2 separate regions of the Zea mays genome follow, and region 1 is linked to region 2. Evidence: chromatin contacts called from public Hi-C data. All regions are on one chromosome and are shown on one strand. The core of a region is the stretch at or near the end of the contact, and the rest is flanking DNA. Distances in the headings are between cores, read along the strand shown.

Region 1 (2,700 bases), core at 159-2,658, 180 kb before region 2:
CAACTGTATTAGATCGACCCTTTTTCTTGTTGAGTTGCTCGGCGAGGACTCAGTCATATGCTTCGCCTCGCGGGACCGCTCAGAGGGTTGGTCGCTCATTCCGCTCATAGGATTGCTCGGATAGAGAATCTAGTCGTCCGCTCCGCCTCGCAGGGTTGCTCGGCAGGGAACCTGGTCGTCCGCTCTGCCTCGCGGGGTTGCTCACTAAAGGGTTGGTCGGCCACTCCGCCTCGCTAGTTTGCTCGGTGGTGGGCCGGTCGGCGAGTGGGCCGTTAACAGGTTTTGGGCCTACTTTGGGCACCCGGTTCTTGGGTACCGAACATTATTAATTGTAATGTTACAACTCTTTCTAATATGATTATGTCACACTTTGATAAATTAGAGGGTATAATGACGACTATGTTGATCTATCAGTTGAACCTTCTCTTAAAGTATGGAATGCCTTATAATTATTAAGAAAGTTGAGTGCTTTATGCAGCAGCTAACAAAGTTAAATTGGTATCTTCAACATTTGAAATCGATAAGGCCAAATTAGGTGGAGCTAGCACATCTACCCCAATGACAACTTTGTTCCTAACTTAGATCAAAATTCACGAACCAATTATGGAACAACAATGAATCAAGCTTTGACAGGGTATAAATACGTTTCTTCCTAACCCAGCAAAATCACATAGGCAAAATCCGATACTTAATACTCTACCAGTAGCGCCTATTAGTGATTTTAATGAAGTTTGGAATTAGTTTAATGATGAAATGTCTAAATCCATTAAGAGTAGCTTGGGTGTGCATATTAAGCCGAGTAGGAATACTTACCACAAACCATACCTCTCACATTTTGATTTTGATTTTATGAAAGCTTCTGATGGTTGGAGGGTACCGCTGTTTTATAAATTTGGTGGTGATGATAGTAAATGTATCATGGGACATGTTAGTATGTTTCTTACTTAAATGTGTGAAGCTAGTATTGCGTTATTTTCTTTTCTCTTACTGGTACAACTTTTTATATGGTTTACATCATTACCTACTTGTTCTATTGGTCCATGCTGAGTTAAAAGAAATCTTTCACCAACACTTCTATCATAAAACAAGATTGTCACATCTTACATTGGGTTGTCATGGGCGTGTTGGGTCCGTCTTTGAAGACATTAAGAACCAATGTTTCCTTTTAGATGATCTATGAAAGAGATTTAGCCCAATTAGCTTTCAATGGTTCGTGCTCTGATATTTAAAAAAAACTTGAAAAATCATTAATTCGTAAAAATCTATTTACATAACTACCGGCCTACAAAAAAACCATTTTGTTGAAGACATTTGACAACGGCCCAATAGGGCCGAATTTCCATTAAGTCCACTTCTCATTCTCACCATATAACGCAGGAAAAACCTCAAGAACCCTAGGAAATAACAGGAGAGGGGACGCGCGCTCACTAGCAAAATGCAGGCCTCTTCCCTCCGGCGAGCCCTCCTTCTGCGGGGACCGCGAGGCGCCCAGCTCTTCCCCATTCCCGTAGGCAACAAGCCCCGTGCCTTCTCCTCCGCGTCCCCCGCGGCAGCGCGCTCTCCCAAAGACGCTCATAATGCGCCGCCGCCGATTATGCCGACGCTGCCGTGGGGTGATGCGCTCGCAGCCACGCAGCGCACCTTCTGCCTGCCGCTCGCTGGGCGCGTCCTCGCCGCCTCGGCGACCGAGAACGCGGCCGTGGCCCCCGTCGCAGTCTACGCCTCGCTGGCCCTGGCCGCCGCCGGCGCGCGCGGCGACACGCGGCGGCAGGTCCTCCAGGCGCTGGGCGGCGGCGGCGGGGGCAGGGGCGCCGCGGTTCAAGCGGCCAACTTGGCGTCGCGCGTGGTCAAGCGGGTGTTCAAGGACCGGTCCACGTCCGGCGGCCCGCGGCTGGCCTTCGCAGGAGGAATATGGGCCGACACCTCAACGAGCCTATCGCCGGGGTTCGTGGAGGCCGCCCGTAGTGTCTACAGCTGCACGGCGCGGACGGCTGACTTCATTAACAAGGTGTGGCATATTCAGACGTTCCCGCTTATACCACATGCTCATTAGGTGCTCGACAATACGCTTGTTCCAGGGGTCACTGTAGCAGAACATCTTAATTTGTTGTTTGATGTTATTGCAGTTCCTCACTAAGCTTTTTTTATAGATGGCATTTGACTGGACCGAGCCAAGTAATTTCAATTGGTCTAATGTTTTTTCTGCTGATCTCTGCCTTTGCACCCTTTTCTGTTCATTTATTTGATCTGATAGAAATGGTAATGTGCATTGGAGAGCTTGTGGTGACAAATATGCCCACTATCTACCTTTATTGCCGTCAAATAATACTATGGTATCTCTGTAAAAAATGCTACTTGAACTGTTCTATTTTTTCAGTAGCAAACTGCAACCATGTGATGTGTAGTGTTGTTTCTGTGATTTTTCTTTTGAAACTCTTAACTCTGAAATTCACACGTTTTCTGTTCTATTGGTTTTGAAAGCCTGAAGATGCCGCCAAGCTAATTAACATGTGGGTCAAACAATCCACAAAAGATACTGTTACCTCGCTCCTTCCGGATGGACTAATTGACAAGAATACAGGACTTGTTATTGGCAGCGCACTGTATTTTAGGGGAAGATGGCTTGACAGGACTGATACGAGGAGTGACGCGGTACAAAAATTCTGCTGTCTGGATCGAACTTGTGTTGACGTTCCTTTT
Region 2 (2,700 bases), core at 140-2,639:
ACGTACATTGAGAAACTTTACATGTATAGTTGTCGATCTTGAGCTCTGTTGGATAGGACTCCATTTGCAATATATATATCATTTAAAAATGCAGTTCTAATAAGCACACGACGACGAGACTAGCTTGCAGAATATACTAAACCATCGATGAGTTGTTCAAAATGTTAATGATTGCAATCATTTGTACGTAGATCGCTTTGATCCCTCCTTTTTTCCACTACACCGCATACATTCTATGCGTCATGATTGCAAATCTATAGGCTATGGGCGTATCCCCATGTAGTATATGCATATCTATGAGGGTGTTTGGTTTATAGGGACTAATGTTTAGTCCTTTCATTTTATTTCATTTTAGTTTATAAATTATCAAATATAGAAACTGACAATTTTGGAACTAAAATGGAATAAAATGTAGGGACTAAAAATTAGTCTCTAAAAACCAAACACCCCCTATATATGACCCATGTATGAAGCGTGATAAAAATGATAAGACACTGCATGCATGCAGTTCCAACTATATATATATATATATAGATGCAGTTCCAAAATCAAATCCATTATCACGTACGCATTTTGCCGGCTTTCCTTCAGAAACAAATTAAAAGGAGGTCTCATATCATTATGGCCTAGATAATCAGCAAACTTATCCGATTATATGAAGTAAGTTCAAGCTCAAACATAGATCATATATAAACTTATGCGTTGCTTTAATTCAATTTGTTACCGTGTAGAAATTACTGACGGTGCATGCACGTATTATAGCCATATGCAGAGAAACGCTTCACTGTTTCAGCGTATAACATTTGACCTCACCTTGACAGGTAAGTGGCAGGAGGCGTCCGGTCTTGCTCGGCAGCAGCCTTCTGCTGCCGTGCGGCGAGGCTCCATGGATGCATGAACCCGGTCGGGCTCGGCATGAACGCCGCTGCCCAGCCGCCACCACCTCCTCCTCCTGGTGCTGCTGTCAAATCACCAGCAAGGCTGCTGTGCCCTGCGGTAATCACGTTGGCAGTGGCGGTGCCGCCGATGCAGCTGGTCATGCGACGGACGTTGTTGTCCTTGTCGTCACGGCTGCCCTGCCCACCGCCATAGCTATCCTGCTTGTTTCCGCCACAGCTGGACGCGTCGCAGCTGCCGCCGCCGCCGCCGCCGCCATGAGACAAGGAGATGCCAAGGCTGAGGTCCAGATGTCCGTGCTGGAGGCAAGTGTTGCTGGAGCTTTCTTCGTTTCCCCTGGCGATGGCCGCTGTTGCGGTGACGATGGTATTAGTTGGTCTCTCCTGCCTTCCAAGAGGCGGCGTCTCAAATGGTGCTAGATTCAGCATAAGGACTGTGGGGGATGAGCTAGCTAGCCCTCTGCTAACAAGGAGAAGAGTGGTGTGTGCCGCGCGCACAGGGAGCGAGAGAGTGAGGGTTGAGGAGGGGTTTATGGTGGGAGAATAAGTATGCCGGTAGAATTTAGATGATGGTGCAGGTCTATACAGTGGTTGATGGGTGGAATGACCAAGATTTATAGATCCATGGGGTGAATGAGATGGGGAAGGGAGGAGCAATGATTCCAAACAAGATTCTGTAAAAAGATGGAAATATGATGTGCAAGAGAGCCACATGTGTGCCCGTTCTAGCTAGGTTACTAGTAGGTAGTTTCATCATGTTGGTTTGTGTACCTAGACACATATTTTTTTTTGTATATGATTCATGCATAGACGAGAATTGCTCATATATATTACTAGAGAATGAGGCTTTTGTTCATCAACATTTGTTGATTAAACACTAAATTTGAACTCTTTACAACATATAGACATAGCTCGAGAGCAAAACTCTAAAGAGGAGTTGGCGAGAGCCTGCCAAACACCCAAACCCAGAGTTACAAACTATATGGTGTTTTCAGGGCTACAATACAAATCTTTAGAGTACCTCTTTTGCTACTCCAAAATCTCTAAAAAAGCAATTTAGATATGAAGTTTACAGTTATTTACCCGCCACTTCCACTGGTTATGAGAAGTAATCTAAACTCTAGAGCAGAGTTGCTCCACCTAAAATTATAGAGTAGAGCTGCTATGAAGTAGAGCAGAGCTATGCCAAACACGCCCTTAGTACCGATTGAAAACATCAACCGGTACCCAAGATCCATAAGTTGTTACAAAAAACAGAGATCCCTTTAGTACTAGTTCCAGCAAAGAATTGGTACTAAAGGCTATTTTCCATTCTTGATAGAAGTTTTGGGTTCCCACCCAAATTACTTTAGTACATGTTCTTATAAAAATCGGTAGTAAGAGTGAAAGGTTTGCTACCGTTTTTTTTTGCTAGAACCGGTACTAAAGATATTTCGATGCTAGCCCAAAACTTTCACTTTCCGCTCAAATGTCTTTAGTACCAGTTCTTAGTTAGAATTGGTACTAAAGTTTCCCTCTATAAATATGGCCTTTCTCATACGTGACCACCACCACTAAGTTAGACATAGCATGCAGCAGTGATGCCTCGTCTCCCGATGAGTTTTATGCATTATTCTTATGCATCTTCGATATAGAGTTTTATTTGTACACACTCAAAAAATGATGTTAGTCCATATTTTCCCATTTTGTTTTGGTGTCCATAATACTTACATTATTTATTTTAAAGTTTATTTTTTCGGTTCATATGTTTTTCATAGGAATCATGTCAACATTTATCTTGGTGAAATAATAGAGAAGAACTAGG

The links. Hi-C and Micro-C count contacts between places; a contact is called where the count stands out from the background.
Region 1: a contact with region 2 is called in a Hi-C map of endosperm, with 1.8 times the contacts expected there. The contact joins the promoter of LOC100193387 here to the promoter of LOC100273821 in region 2. A contact is called at or near these places in 5 of 25 Hi-C or Micro-C datasets (ear, endosperm, leaf and 2 more).

The regions. Positions count from the first base shown.
Region 1 is chr4:18,306,335-18,309,034 of Zm-B73-REFERENCE-NAM-5.0, reverse strand. It overlaps LOC100193387 (protein Z), which reads left to right and starts at 1,408. Exons shown (of 2, transcript NM_001138516.2): 1 at 1,408-2,008; 2 at 2,482-2,700. The coding sequence starts at 1,436.
Region 2 is chr4:18,123,231-18,125,930 of Zm-B73-REFERENCE-NAM-5.0, reverse strand. It overlaps LOC100273821, which reads right to left and starts at 1,389. Exons shown (of 5, transcript NM_001165634.2): 1 at 814-1,389. The coding sequence starts at 1,325.